Regions from separate parts of the Mus musculus genome. Here regions 1, 2 and 3 are each linked to region 4. The links are chromatin contacts, called in public promoter capture Hi-C maps. All regions are on one chromosome and are shown on one strand. The core of a region is the stretch at or near the end of the contact, and the rest is flanking DNA. Distances in the headings are between cores, read along the strand shown. Region 1 holds the start of LTO1 (ABCE maturation factor). Region 2 holds the start of Mrpl23 (mitochondrial ribosomal protein L23). Region 3 holds the start of Ppfia1 (protein tyrosine phosphatase, receptor type, f polypeptide (PTPRF), interacting protein (liprin), alpha 1). Region 4 holds the start of Nap1l4 (nucleosome assembly protein 1-like 4).

Evidence for each region. Promoter capture Hi-C pulls out the DNA fragments that hold promoters and counts their contacts.
Region 1: a promoter capture Hi-C map of pre-B cells shows a contact between it and region 4, with 4 times the contacts expected there. The contact joins the promoter of LTO1 here to the promoter of Nap1l4 in region 4. A contact is called at or near these places in 3 of 39 promoter capture datasets (erythroid cells, hippocampal neurons and pre-B cells).
Region 2: a promoter capture Hi-C map of pre-B cells shows a contact between it and region 4, with 4 times the contacts expected there. The contact joins the promoter of Mrpl23 here to the promoter of Nap1l4 in region 4. A contact is called at or near these places in 3 of 39 promoter capture datasets (the C10 cell line, liver and pre-B cells).
Region 3: a promoter capture Hi-C map of pre-B cells shows a contact between it and region 4, with 2.3 times the contacts expected there. The contact joins the promoter of Ppfia1 here to the promoter of Nap1l4 in region 4. A contact is called at or near these places in 1 of 39 promoter capture datasets (pre-B cells) and 1 of 115 datasets of contacts at active chromatin or transcription factors (large pre-B cells).

Annotation. Positions count from the first base shown.
Region 1 is chr7:144,913,775-144,916,641 of GRCm38.p6, reverse strand. It overlaps LTO1 (ABCE maturation factor), which reads right to left and starts at 1,542. Exons shown (of 4, transcript NM_001357869.1): 1 at 1,313-1,542; 2 at 109-214. The coding sequence starts at 1,404. It overlaps Bc1 (brain cytoplasmic RNA 1), which reads right to left and starts at 2,172. Exons shown (of 1, transcript NR_038088.1): 1 at 2,019-2,172.
Region 2 is chr7:142,531,662-142,534,440 of GRCm38.p6, reverse strand. It overlaps Mrpl23 (mitochondrial ribosomal protein L23), which reads right to left and starts at 1,409. Exons shown (of 5, transcript NM_011288.2): 1 at 1,247-1,409. The coding sequence starts at 1,263.
Region 3 is chr7:144,552,289-144,555,130 of GRCm38.p6, reverse strand. It overlaps Ppfia1 (protein tyrosine phosphatase, receptor type, f polypeptide (PTPRF), interacting protein (liprin), alpha 1), which reads left to right and starts at 1,402. Exons shown (of 32, transcript NM_001195086.1): 1 at 1,402-1,612; 2 at 2,598-2,842. The coding sequence starts at 2,598. It also overlaps the pseudogene Gm35626.
Region 4 is chr7:143,547,805-143,550,504 of GRCm38.p6, reverse strand. Nap1l4 (nucleosome assembly protein 1-like 4) reads left to right here and starts at 1,385. Exons shown (of 16, transcript NM_008672.3): 1 at 1,385-1,463.

The DNA of each region.
Region 1 (2,867 bases), core at 293-2,792, 1.4 Mb before region 4:
TCTCACTATCTAGCTGAGGCTTGCCTAGAGTTCCCTGACTGTTGGGATGACAGGTAAGGACCACCACACTCATCTATGAAGTCACTTCTAGGCAGCCCTCTCACTTACCTCAGACCCAATCTTGGCTCCATGTACCATGCCATACCGCTTTCCTTCAACGATCCCCAAGCTACTGCCTTCTTCATAGCCTTCCTGATATCCCTCCCCATGGAATCTGTGATAAAGAAACACACATCATCAGGCAAGATACCTCTTCCTGCCTTGTATTATCCAGATCCCACTGGACCCAGCAGTCTGGGTAGTAGGAAAAGCTTAAAACTCAAGTCACAGAATACAGCTTCTAGGTCTAGCTCTTCTACACCCTGGCCCATTACTGTGCCCATTAGTCCCATTTTTGAGGCAGTATCTCACTGTGCAGCCAAGGCTGGCCTCCAATTCAAGCAGCCCTGCCTCTAGCTCTTGAATGCTGAGATTACAGGTGTGTGCCACCATCTCCAAGAGGAGCCCTGATACATATGGGCTACATTCTGTGGCAAACACTCTACTAACTGAACTACAGCCCCAACCCCTAGAAAGCCAGGTTATCATCTGTAACTGTAGGTAGGCTACACAGATGACTACCAAACCCAGCCGAGCACCAGAACCCACAAGGAAAATGTAAAGATACAAACTCAAGCAAGCTCGGAACACACTAGGAATCTACTTTTGAAAATGTAGGTGTGAGGGTAGGTGCATCTGAGCCTACATGCCATCATAACTCAACCTGTTTGTTTCTAAAACACTCCAAGCACCCAGGACTCCTCACACCTCTGTAGAGGTACAGAAAATGTCCCCAAGATCAAGACAGTATGCCACCACTGGGATGCTCTGGGTAGGTGGGTATTATTGTGTCTAAGAGTTCAACCCTCAAACTGGCAATAAATTGCTGCCGGCGCTGTTGAAGGAATGTTCTGGAAGCCCCCATGTGAGGCAGTGAACAGCTCCCCATTTGGGGGCGTGGGCATCTGCCAGGACCCGACTCCCTAAACCGAGCCTGAGCAGTCACCCGGGGAGGTACCCAACCCACAATGAGCAGCCAGCCTGGAGAGGCCAAGATGACCTGGGCCACCGTCCCGCCCAGGCGTTCCCTGGGGACTTTTCAGGATCCAAAGGGGCCTGCCCGACATATCCATCAGCAGACCCATGAATACCGCCGTATGTGCGGCAATTAAAGGACAAGAAAAAGTGGCAGCTCGCAGATGGCGAAGGCGGGTATCCCCGAGGACTGCCCAGCAGCTGCCGGGGCGGGGCGGAGCCGGGTCTCTCTGCCCACCTCTCATCCGCCATCACGACGGCGTCAAATATGTCCTGCTCCACGGCCATGGCGGTGTCTCGGCTCTCCCCCGGCCCTCGCATTCCTTTCATTCTGTGTAGTAATCGCCAACTGGCGAGACGCGATCACAAACGCCCGGATTGTCAGAATGAAGAAGACACTTCCGTGTATGCCGCGCGGAGCAGGGCGGGTAAGGACGGCAAGCTAAAGAAGCCAAAAAAAAAAAAAAAGCCCATCCCACTGCGCATGGGTAGATGCTACATGGGCGGGGCTAGCCCGAGGGAAGCCTTGCTCCTCCTCCTTGGTACCGCTCGCTCCGTGGTGGGTGGGGCGGGTCAGGTCGCTTGGGGCACGTCGTCTGGGTCGCTCGCGGTGTCCAGACGAACCCTGCTTTTATTTTCAAAATCCAAACAGATGGGACCGAATTCACAAACGTGGGTCTTAAAGAAATGAGAAAAGTTACCAAAGATCTGGCACAGGGGCGTTCCCAGGAAATGGAGGAAGGGCCCAAGGGGCAGGCTTCAAGGAGGGAGGAGTATCCGGCATCCTCTGCTGTCACCGGACTGTCAATCACCGCATCTGTACACTGCACCGGACCCTCCCTGAGGGCTGGAAACGATTTGATACTGCGATATCCTAAAGGGCAGATAATAAATATTGCCCCCAGACATGAAAATGCCCTTGGGGGGGGGTCTTTGAAAATGAAAAAGGTTGTGTGTGCCAGTTACCTTGTTTTTTTTTGGTCTTTTTGTTATTTTGTCTTTTTTTTTTTTTTTTTTTTTTTCCAGAGCTGAGGACCGAACCCAGGGCCTTGCGCTTGCTAGGCAAGCGCTCTACCACTGAGCTAAATCCCCAACCCCGAACGCTAGCACTTGCTGCCAGTATTTAAAGCAAAACTGAAGTATTTCATACACAGTCAAGTATCAGGTGGTTCCGAAGGGCTGGCCGGCAGGAGGAGCCACTTTGTCCAAGCGCTCCAATCTCACAGGCACCCACTCTTCAAACAGCAGAAATTGAAGTTAGTTTTCTCATCATTTCCATCAGAGATACCTTCCAAAGTATAGTTTTAAAGAGTATTCCACAGTACAGTAAGTTCCTTAGGCAACAATTGCTAACAAGTTAATCAGCTCCTGTATAAAAGAGACCAGAGATACAACACTGTAATTGATGGAGGGCTGAATAAGTAAACACGCCACTTGAACTGAATTTCATCTGTGCAAATGAATCCTTAACTATAACAAAATGCTTTTTGAAAATGAGAACTACTGTGTCAGACAGAAGAGAGAAGTTTGAGTCTGGTGATGAACATGATGGCATGTTGACTGAAGAAGAGATAAGCCTGGAGAACAGCCTAGAATGTCTCCTAGGAGTAAAACTTCCGTGATAAAAATAAAATCACAAACTTCAGGAAGGATAGAGCAGTGAGCACTCGCCATGACAGGCAAGTATGGTTTCTCAGGAAAATAAAGTGAGTCCCTCACACTCTGCTCACGCTGCTCACACTGCTCATCAGAAGAGTCTACACCAAGTAAAAAGTTAACCACAAAAAGAAAAA
Region 2 (2,779 bases), core at 160-2,659, 1.0 Mb after region 4:
ACCTAAAACTATCTAAACAAGCAGGACTTGGTGGGATAGCCAGTTTCCACCATTATCAGGCCTGTAGAGAAAGCAGGATCTCTGCCTGGTGGTCCTGCTCGCCTCCATGCCCACCTGAGCAGACATGGAGAAGGACAGGAGAAACTCAAGGACTGGGATTACTAGAGACTCATAGTTCATGGTCCCCAGGTGGAGGGTGGGTACACAGGACCACCCTAGGGTCACACTGATAACCGAGGTGTGGCATGTGGGCCAGACCTCTAAGTCTTGGGAGCACCACACTGGAAGCACCAAGCTGAGGGCACCAGAGAAGTTTCAGGGCTGAGAAGCAGGTACCAGAGTTTCAGATGACTCCCAAGGTAGCATGGTGGGAGCCTCAGAAGCAGGCCCCATCGCTAAATGTTTGCCAAACTCAATGACTCAAGAGCCTACCTAATGGTCAAATTAGAGGTCTGGCCTTTTAGGGCTCTCTTAACTTCTTTTCTACTATTATTATTTTTTTTTTTATGAGCAGCCCCAAACAGCATATCTCAAATGGAACTCTTGGCTCTCTCTTCTCGCTGGGAGCCTGGTTCCCAACTGGTAGGCTGTTAACCTAGTCCTCCTCAAAGCTCAGGTCTCATCCCTGGTCTCACTCTGCCCCCACCCACCTGTCACTCATTCACGCATGGGTCCAACCAGCTCCCTGCAAAGCCAGGGGGTGAGCCCAAAAGCTGAACTAGACTGGCCCTGCCTCACACTGGCCTGGTTCAGAGGTCCCTGGTCTCCCAGCCAGTCTGCGGAAAGAAATCACAAGGTTGCCCACCAGGGAACCAGCCCTCACCCCTTCTTATTGCAGGGTCCCCCCAATTCTGCTTCCACGAGAACTCTCAAAACCGCATTAATGCTCAACCTAGGGCCACCCAACCAGTGGGTCACGTGTTTACTGAACACATGTTTCCGGCTCAGACTGTGGGAGGCTAGCACTGCTGGCCACGTGGAGACCGGTGAATGTAGCAACTTTGGGGGACTTGGGCCAGGGGTCCTGCAGGCAACGGCCAATCCTGGCTCAGCCCTGGCTGTCTGCCAAAGCAGGCTGTAGCCGCTGGCTGTGATTGACAGCCAGGACACTAAGCCGAGGTGGCCCTGCCGCGTGGACCCTGGCGGGTTTCCCGCCGCGTGCGGGCGCCTCCGGCTTCCGGCCCGGGCCCCGCACCCACCCGACCTGGGCTGCTTAGCCCGTTCCGCGGGTCACGACTTTACTCACAACACATTCCGCGCCATGGCAGCCGCACCTCCTGGTCAGGAAGGAGCGACACCCGCCCCGCACAGCGCCCGCGCTGGCACAGCGCCCCCTCGCTTCCGGAGGCCGCGCTACCCTCTCCCTGCACCGCAGGGCCCCGCACTTTCGGTGTCCCGCAAACCCCACCCCACCCCCAACCCCGCACCCGAAAAGCCCCTCCCCCACCCGTGCACCGTAAGCTGCTTGCGCACCGCCCCCGGCACAGCGCACCCCGCCTCTCAGCCATAAAAACAGTGAACAGCCCCGCCCCTCACCCGGCCCCGCAAAAAGCCGGCATACACTCTGTACCCATTTGCCCCATCCCAGCACCACACAGAATCCTGCATACCTCTCGGTGTATAGTGTACCTCCCTGTTCTTCAACCTGTAAGCACCCTACAGTACATGCTTTCCCACCCACAAGGGCACCACACTTTGCCATGAGCAGTCCCGCATCTCTGCACTGCTGGCTGGTGGATTCTACAAAGGGCAACTACTATCCTGTTTCCCCACCCCAACATTGCATGGCCCCACCAAGCACAGTCATACACCTTGTACCCCCCCCCCCAAATCTGCTCTGTGAATCTACTCTGTTCCCTTGCTGTAGGTGGTCCAGCAGTACCTTTGTCCCCACTCCCCTTTTTCTGGACTGGACGAAACCACCCCATAAGGCTCACCAAGGCCTGGCCACATAGCCCCCACCCTGTGTTCCACAGCCTAGTCTTTCTCTAGGCTCTGCCAGCTCTTTGTCCCCTTTCCCACATAAGCACATCAGAGGCTACACCCATGCCCTATCCCACATAGGACCCTAGCCCCCCTCAACAATTAAGTCACAGCCTCGCCAACAATCCCTTGGGCAGCAGAGATGGGGAAGGGTGGGGTGGACTGGATCTCTTGTATGAAGTCTACGGCCCCTCTCCCAATCCAGACTGGGTTGTTTTCCCTTCCAGGCAAGACTCCCAGGACCCCCTCCTTTCTCCTTCCCTCCCTTTCTTGGCTGCCCAGCCACATTTGCAGCCCAGCAGCACTGCATACTCCCTGTCCCAGGAGCCCCTGGCCACACCTCCTTCAAGAGGCCACTAGCCTCCCAAGGCCTTGCTGTTCACAAGTCCTCAGCCCTGCAGGTCAGAGACCCTCCAGCTTCGTCCTAACTAAGGGATCCCTGCCCATAGCTCTTGTCCCGACTTGGTGGTCTTGCTGCTCTCTCCTGCTTCCTGGCCCATCTCTCCCCATAGGTTCTCTCTGCTGCTTTCCAGCTCCCTCGGTCCTTGTTAAGTTTCTGTCTGTACCCCACGGCAACATAGTTGTGTTTGGGGGCTCAGGAAAGGAGACATGGGTGGAGATATCAGGCACATTATAAGAGGCCATCATGGTGGCTCTGGGAGAAGCATCTAGGTCACCCATTTAATGATCAAAATGACCACTGGGGTCCCCTAGGATGAAGGATTAGAGGTGAGTTGTGAGCACAGATCCCTGCCCATATCCACTCCTGTGTAGTGTTACAAAATGAATGTGGCTA
Region 3 (2,842 bases), core at 153-2,652, 1.0 Mb before region 4:
GACAGGGTTTCTCTATATAGCCTTGGCTGTCCTGGAACTCACTTTGAAGACCAGGCTGGCCTCGAACACAGAAATCCGCCTGCCTCTGCCTCCCCAGTGCTGAGATTAAAGGCGTGCGCCACCACGTCTGGCTTGAGCATTTCCTCAAATCCAAACCTGAGATCAAGGCAACTGAGAACTTGTGTGCAGTGGCTGATAGTCCTTAAAGACTTTGCTGCTTCTATTTACATTCTGACTTGTTTTGTGGAAAAAGGTCTCATTATATAGATCGGGCAAAACTCAGAGATCTGCCTGCCTGCCTCTGCTTTCTGAGTGCTAGGATTTCAGGTGGGCACTATTGTGCTTGGTTATACTTGTAACTTGACTTTGTAATTAATTACTGACTTCTTGAAACAGGAATCTGCCCATGTAACCCTGACTGTCCTGGCTCTCTATGTAGCCTATACTAGTCGACAGTATTCTTGCCTTGGCCTTTGGAAAGTTTTATTGGCTTTTCAGTTATGGTTGATGATCATTTTGCTTTGGTTTCTGGACTATTTTATTGGCGTTAATTAAAAAAAAAAGTTTTAAAACAAGGTCTCAGTATGTACTCCTGGCTGTCCTGAAACTCACTATGTAGACAAGGCTAGCTTGAACCCAGAGATCTGCCTGGGTGCTGGGAATAAAGGCGTGTAGCACCAAGGCCAGCTAGCTTTTTATTTTTACGTGGAGTCTGGGAAATGGAACTTAGGTTCTAATACTTGCAAGAGTGACTGAGCCCTTACATTTTGTTGTTGTTGTGTGTGCGCGTGTGAATGTGAGCACATGTATGCACCCACACGATACATGTGTGCAGGTCAGAGGACAACATTCAGGACTATGTAGGTTCCGAGGATCTACTGCAGGTCTTCTGGGTCCTAGGGTTCGAACTCAGTCGTCAGGGTTGATGGCAGTAGCCTTTGTTTGTATTTTACAGGCAGAGTCTCCACCTTGCTGTAATTCTCCTGCCTCAGACTTCTGAAGGGTAGGCATAGAGGTAGAAGGTACCTTGCCCGACCTGTCAGCACTTTCCGGTTTTGCAGGTGGTCCGGCGGGACTCCCCAGAGGTCTTGGGTTTTGAGGGGGGGGGCGAGTGCTCAGGTGACGTCGGCGTTTGGGTGACGTCAACACACACACACTGGCGTGAGAGCACGGAAGCAGGACTGCGAGCTGCGCACACCTGCCAGAGATCTTTACCGGTGTTTCCACGGTCGCCCTGTCTCCGCAGGGGGTTGGCCTGCCGGGGGCGGGGCTAAAGCGAGGACTAGCCAATTGGATCTCCCGATAGACCGCCCGCCCACTACCGCGGATCTAGCGCATGCGCACGGCCCCGCGGCCAACCTCTCCCGCGGGGGGCGGTGCTGACGCTCGCGCCGACGCGCCGGACGTCGGGCACGTTGACGCCGGCGACGCGCCGGGCCCGGTTCTCTGCGCTCGCTAGTGTCCCGCGGCGGCGGGCCGGCCTTCGTGACGAGCGGGGCGGCGGGCCCGGGGGCCGGGCGAGGACGCAGCCGCGGGGCTGCGTGGGTCGGCCCGCAGCCGGCCGCCGCCCGAAGGCCGCTTCATAGCCCCGGAGCCGCGCCCGCCGGCCAAGGTGAGGGCGGGTGGAGCGGGCCGCGCTGGGTGGCGGGCCAGGGTCGGTGGGGCCGGGTCGGCAGGGTCAGTGTGCGGGGGTCAGCAGAGCCAGCAGAGTTGCGGCTAGCCTGGCAAAACGGGTTGATAGCAGTTAGGTCCGAGTTCGCTTAGACTGGCCAGAGTAAGTGAGGTTGGGGGCAGTGAGGCTGTGGGGTCAGCTGAGCCAGGCCGGGGCAGCGGGTGCTGCTCAGATGCACCTGCAGCGCCTTCTGCTTCATCCTCCACCCTGTGCCCTGACAGCATGCAATCTCTAGTTCCATCTCACCTTTTCCTCCTCCTCCTCCTTTTTTTTTTTTTTTTAACCTAGCCCTGTTGTCCCGACTTCCTAGATTCCCAGTGTGGGTATATTTTCTCTTTCTGTTCTTTTCCCCTGTCTTTGACTGTGAACTTATGTAAGTTGGGTTGGCTGACCAACCGTTACACAGCAGCAGGCCTTTGCTAAACACTTCTGTCCAGACTTTAAAAAGCCAATCCAGTTGCTTTTTCCGCTGATCACCAAATATCCAGCCCCACAAGTCAGGGTGCCTGCTAGTCCTTCCCAGGAGCTGACTGCACACATTCCTGGAGGATGCTTGGGTCCATAGTGCTGGTGTTTTGTCAGTTTCCAGTCTTCTTCTGTGGTTGAGGGACTGTTTGGAATCTCTCTTCCTGAGGAAACTGTCTTCAGCTGTTAAATGTGGATTTTAAACAGACCCCCACTGGTTGGAGGTGAGCATCCCAGCTCCTCTTGCTCCCAGGACTGTCTCCCCCAATCTGCTCATTATATTGACCTGTGCATGCTACTTCCCAGAGTGTGTGCATCCAGAGTGGATGATCGTCACGGATAGCTCTGGGGCTGTCAGCCTTTTTCTCATTAGCCACAGGTGGTGCTCAGAAAGCTGCAGGTTTGTGGAAACTCTTGTTCTGCACCTACTGATTGTGGTCTGTACCGTTCCTTTTTCAAGATGATGTGCGAGGTGATGCCGACCATTAGTGAAGCAGAAGGCCCTCCAGGAGGAGGTGGGAGCCATGGGTCAGGCTCCCCTTCACAGCCAGATGCTGATTCGCATTTTGAGCAGCTCATGGTTTCCATGTTGGAAGAACGGGACCGCCTTCTGGACACACTAAGAGAGACACAAGAAACACTGGCATTAACCCAGGGGAAGTTGCATGAAGTTGGTCATGAAAGAGATTCTTTGCAGAGGCAGCT
Region 4 (2,700 bases), core at 136-2,635:
TGCTGCACGGCTTTAATCTCAGCACCGGAGAGGCAGAGGCAGGTGGATTTCTGTGAGTTTGAGGGCATCCTGGTCTACAGATCGAGTTCCAGAACAGCTAGGGCTACACAGAGAAACCCTGTCGTGGAAAAGCAAAACCAGCCACTAACCAATCAAAATGTCAGGAAAAAAAAATGTATGTCAGAAAAAAATGTAAGTAAAAACATACGAGCTTATTTACTTTCCTTAATTTTGTAAGCGAAACTGTTTATACATAGTTCCAATTTAAGAATGAAAGAGAAGTAATACAGAAAAACAATGCTGTAGACCTTCTGGCCTTCAGTAACCACACTTCATTTTAAGTTTTTGTTTTTCAGACAGGGTTGCATGTTGCTCAGACTGGCCCCACACTGGCTACATAGTTGGAAGTGACAAACTGCTCATTCTGTCACCTGTATCTCTTATCTCAGAAGTACTGGGATTGAAGGCATGCATGTTGCACCATACCCAGCTTTGTTTCCAACTGCCCTGTTCGTAGAATTTGTTAGGAAAACACACATTATCTGCAAGCAAGTTATTTATTCTTATCAGATGTTGTCTATTGCTTCAATGAAAACACCATGACCAAAAAGCAAGTTAGGGAGGAAAGGGTTTATTTGGCTTACACGTCTATATTGCTGTTCATTACTGAAGGAAGTCAGGATAGGAACTCAAGCAGGGCTGGAACCTGGAGGCAGAAGCTGATGCACAGGCCATGGAGGGGTGCTGCTTACTGGCTTGTGCAGCTTGCTTTCTTACAGACACCACCAATAAGCCCAGGGGTGGTACTACCCACAATGGGCTGGGTCCTCTCCCACCAATCATTGAGAAAATGCCTTACAGTTGGATCCTATGGAGGCATTTTCTCAAAGCTCCCTCCTTTCAGATAACTCTAGTTTGTATCAAATTGACACACAAAACCAGCCAGTACAGATGTGCTGAACTTTTCTATCAGAAGGGTAGTCCCATGCCAGGCAGGCACTGTAGACAGAGGGTCAGAAGGCCTTGAGAAGTAGGCGGTGCTTTTCCCAGGCCGGGGGAAGGCAGGGAGTTGTAAGTAATCTGGAAAGAGCGTTGCCGATGTGGTCCAGGAAGCTCAAACCCTAGAGGTTGTAACAAGCCCAAAGTCCTACACGCGCGCCCAGCAGCCCCTTTAAAGAAGCACGAACTGCGCGTGCGCCGGAACACACGTCACTACTCTAACTACATATAGCTCGCGGGCTTAGGCTGGACGCCGTGCTCCCTCAACAGATTTTGATTGGATACCGCCTTTCCTAGTGCCTGGTGCAGTTGATAAACAGCTCTATTGTCCATTCGTCGCCCGTTTTGCTCGCAGAGGGTGGAGCCCGGCGATACGGCCAATGGCAGGTGGTTTTGTTGGCGACCACGGCGGTGCAGCCCCGGAGCGAGCTTAGGACAGGCGCCACTGCCGCAGGAGGCGCGAGGTGCGGTGCTGGCGGGTAACGGCGCGGCGGGCGGCTGGCGAGGGACTGGGGCGGAGGAGGCGGAGACGGGGAGGAGTGGGCGGCGCGGGCAGGCCGACGCGCCATGGCGGCGAGCAGAGGCGGGCGGCGACCGGGTCAGAGGTCCGGGTGGCGGGTGGCGGCGGATGGCGGGCCGGTCCCTCCTCCGTGCAGCCCCGCCCCCGGCTGAAGGTCAGCGCGCTTTGTTCCCGCCGCCCGAGAACCCACGCGAAGCGGCGCAGGCGGTTCCTTGAGAGGACAAGGCCTCCCCAGCGAGGTGGGCCTGGGTACGCCTCGTCTCAGACCGCGCCTGGGAAGGAAGGGGTCTACTGGGCCGCCGCCTCGCCCTTCCGGGCTTTGCATGCTCTCCGCACAGTGCCCCGGTCTCTGAGCCAGACCTCACTCTCTGAGCCTGCGGTGGAGGCGGAGCCAGCCTAGTGACACACACTGAGCCTTCAGACCCGGGCGCCCCTAACGGGTTCAGGGTCGTCAGCAGTACCCCTTCTTCCGAGGGTATCCTTGGGGCAAGTTGGCCCGCACTTCCTCCAACTCTGCTTCGCTGCCTCTTGGAGGAATTTCCGCGGTAGCTTCCGGCGCGTGCGCTGCGGTAACGAGCATATGCATATTCCACAGCAAAAAGACTCAAGTTTAAGTTTTTGGTCCAAAAGTTAAATGCTTTTAAGTTACTGCCGCCTTCCTGTCATAGTAGTTGCTTCCTCTCGGTGACTAATCTCCGCTTACTACACACCAGGGGCTCCTTTAAGCTCCTGACGTGTCTTAACTCATTCACAATAGTACGTGATGTAGGTGCAACAGGCTGACTGTGCATTAGCAAGAAACGCCTGGGTTTTGAAGTGGTTCGGTTTGTGGAATATTTGTAGGTCTGACAGATGAGCGTACCTAATCTGGAAATCCAAAATGTGCTCGAAAAGAAGTGGGTTTTGGGACGTTCTGATTTCTTTTCTTCTTCTTCTTTTTTTTTTTTTTTTTTTGGTATAGGAGTATTCGACCTGTATTGCAAATTAAGTCCCTGATAGGTTAAGTGTGATGGTACCTTGCATCTAAATTCAAATAGATTTAATCTGGCTCAGTTTTAATAATAAATGTTTATTATTAAATAAATAACGTATTGAAACAAATATTCAGATGAACAGTAAGATTCAGAGAAAGCAGGGCTTTGATAGGACTAGAGTATAGTTCACCTGTCGGGTAGTCTACA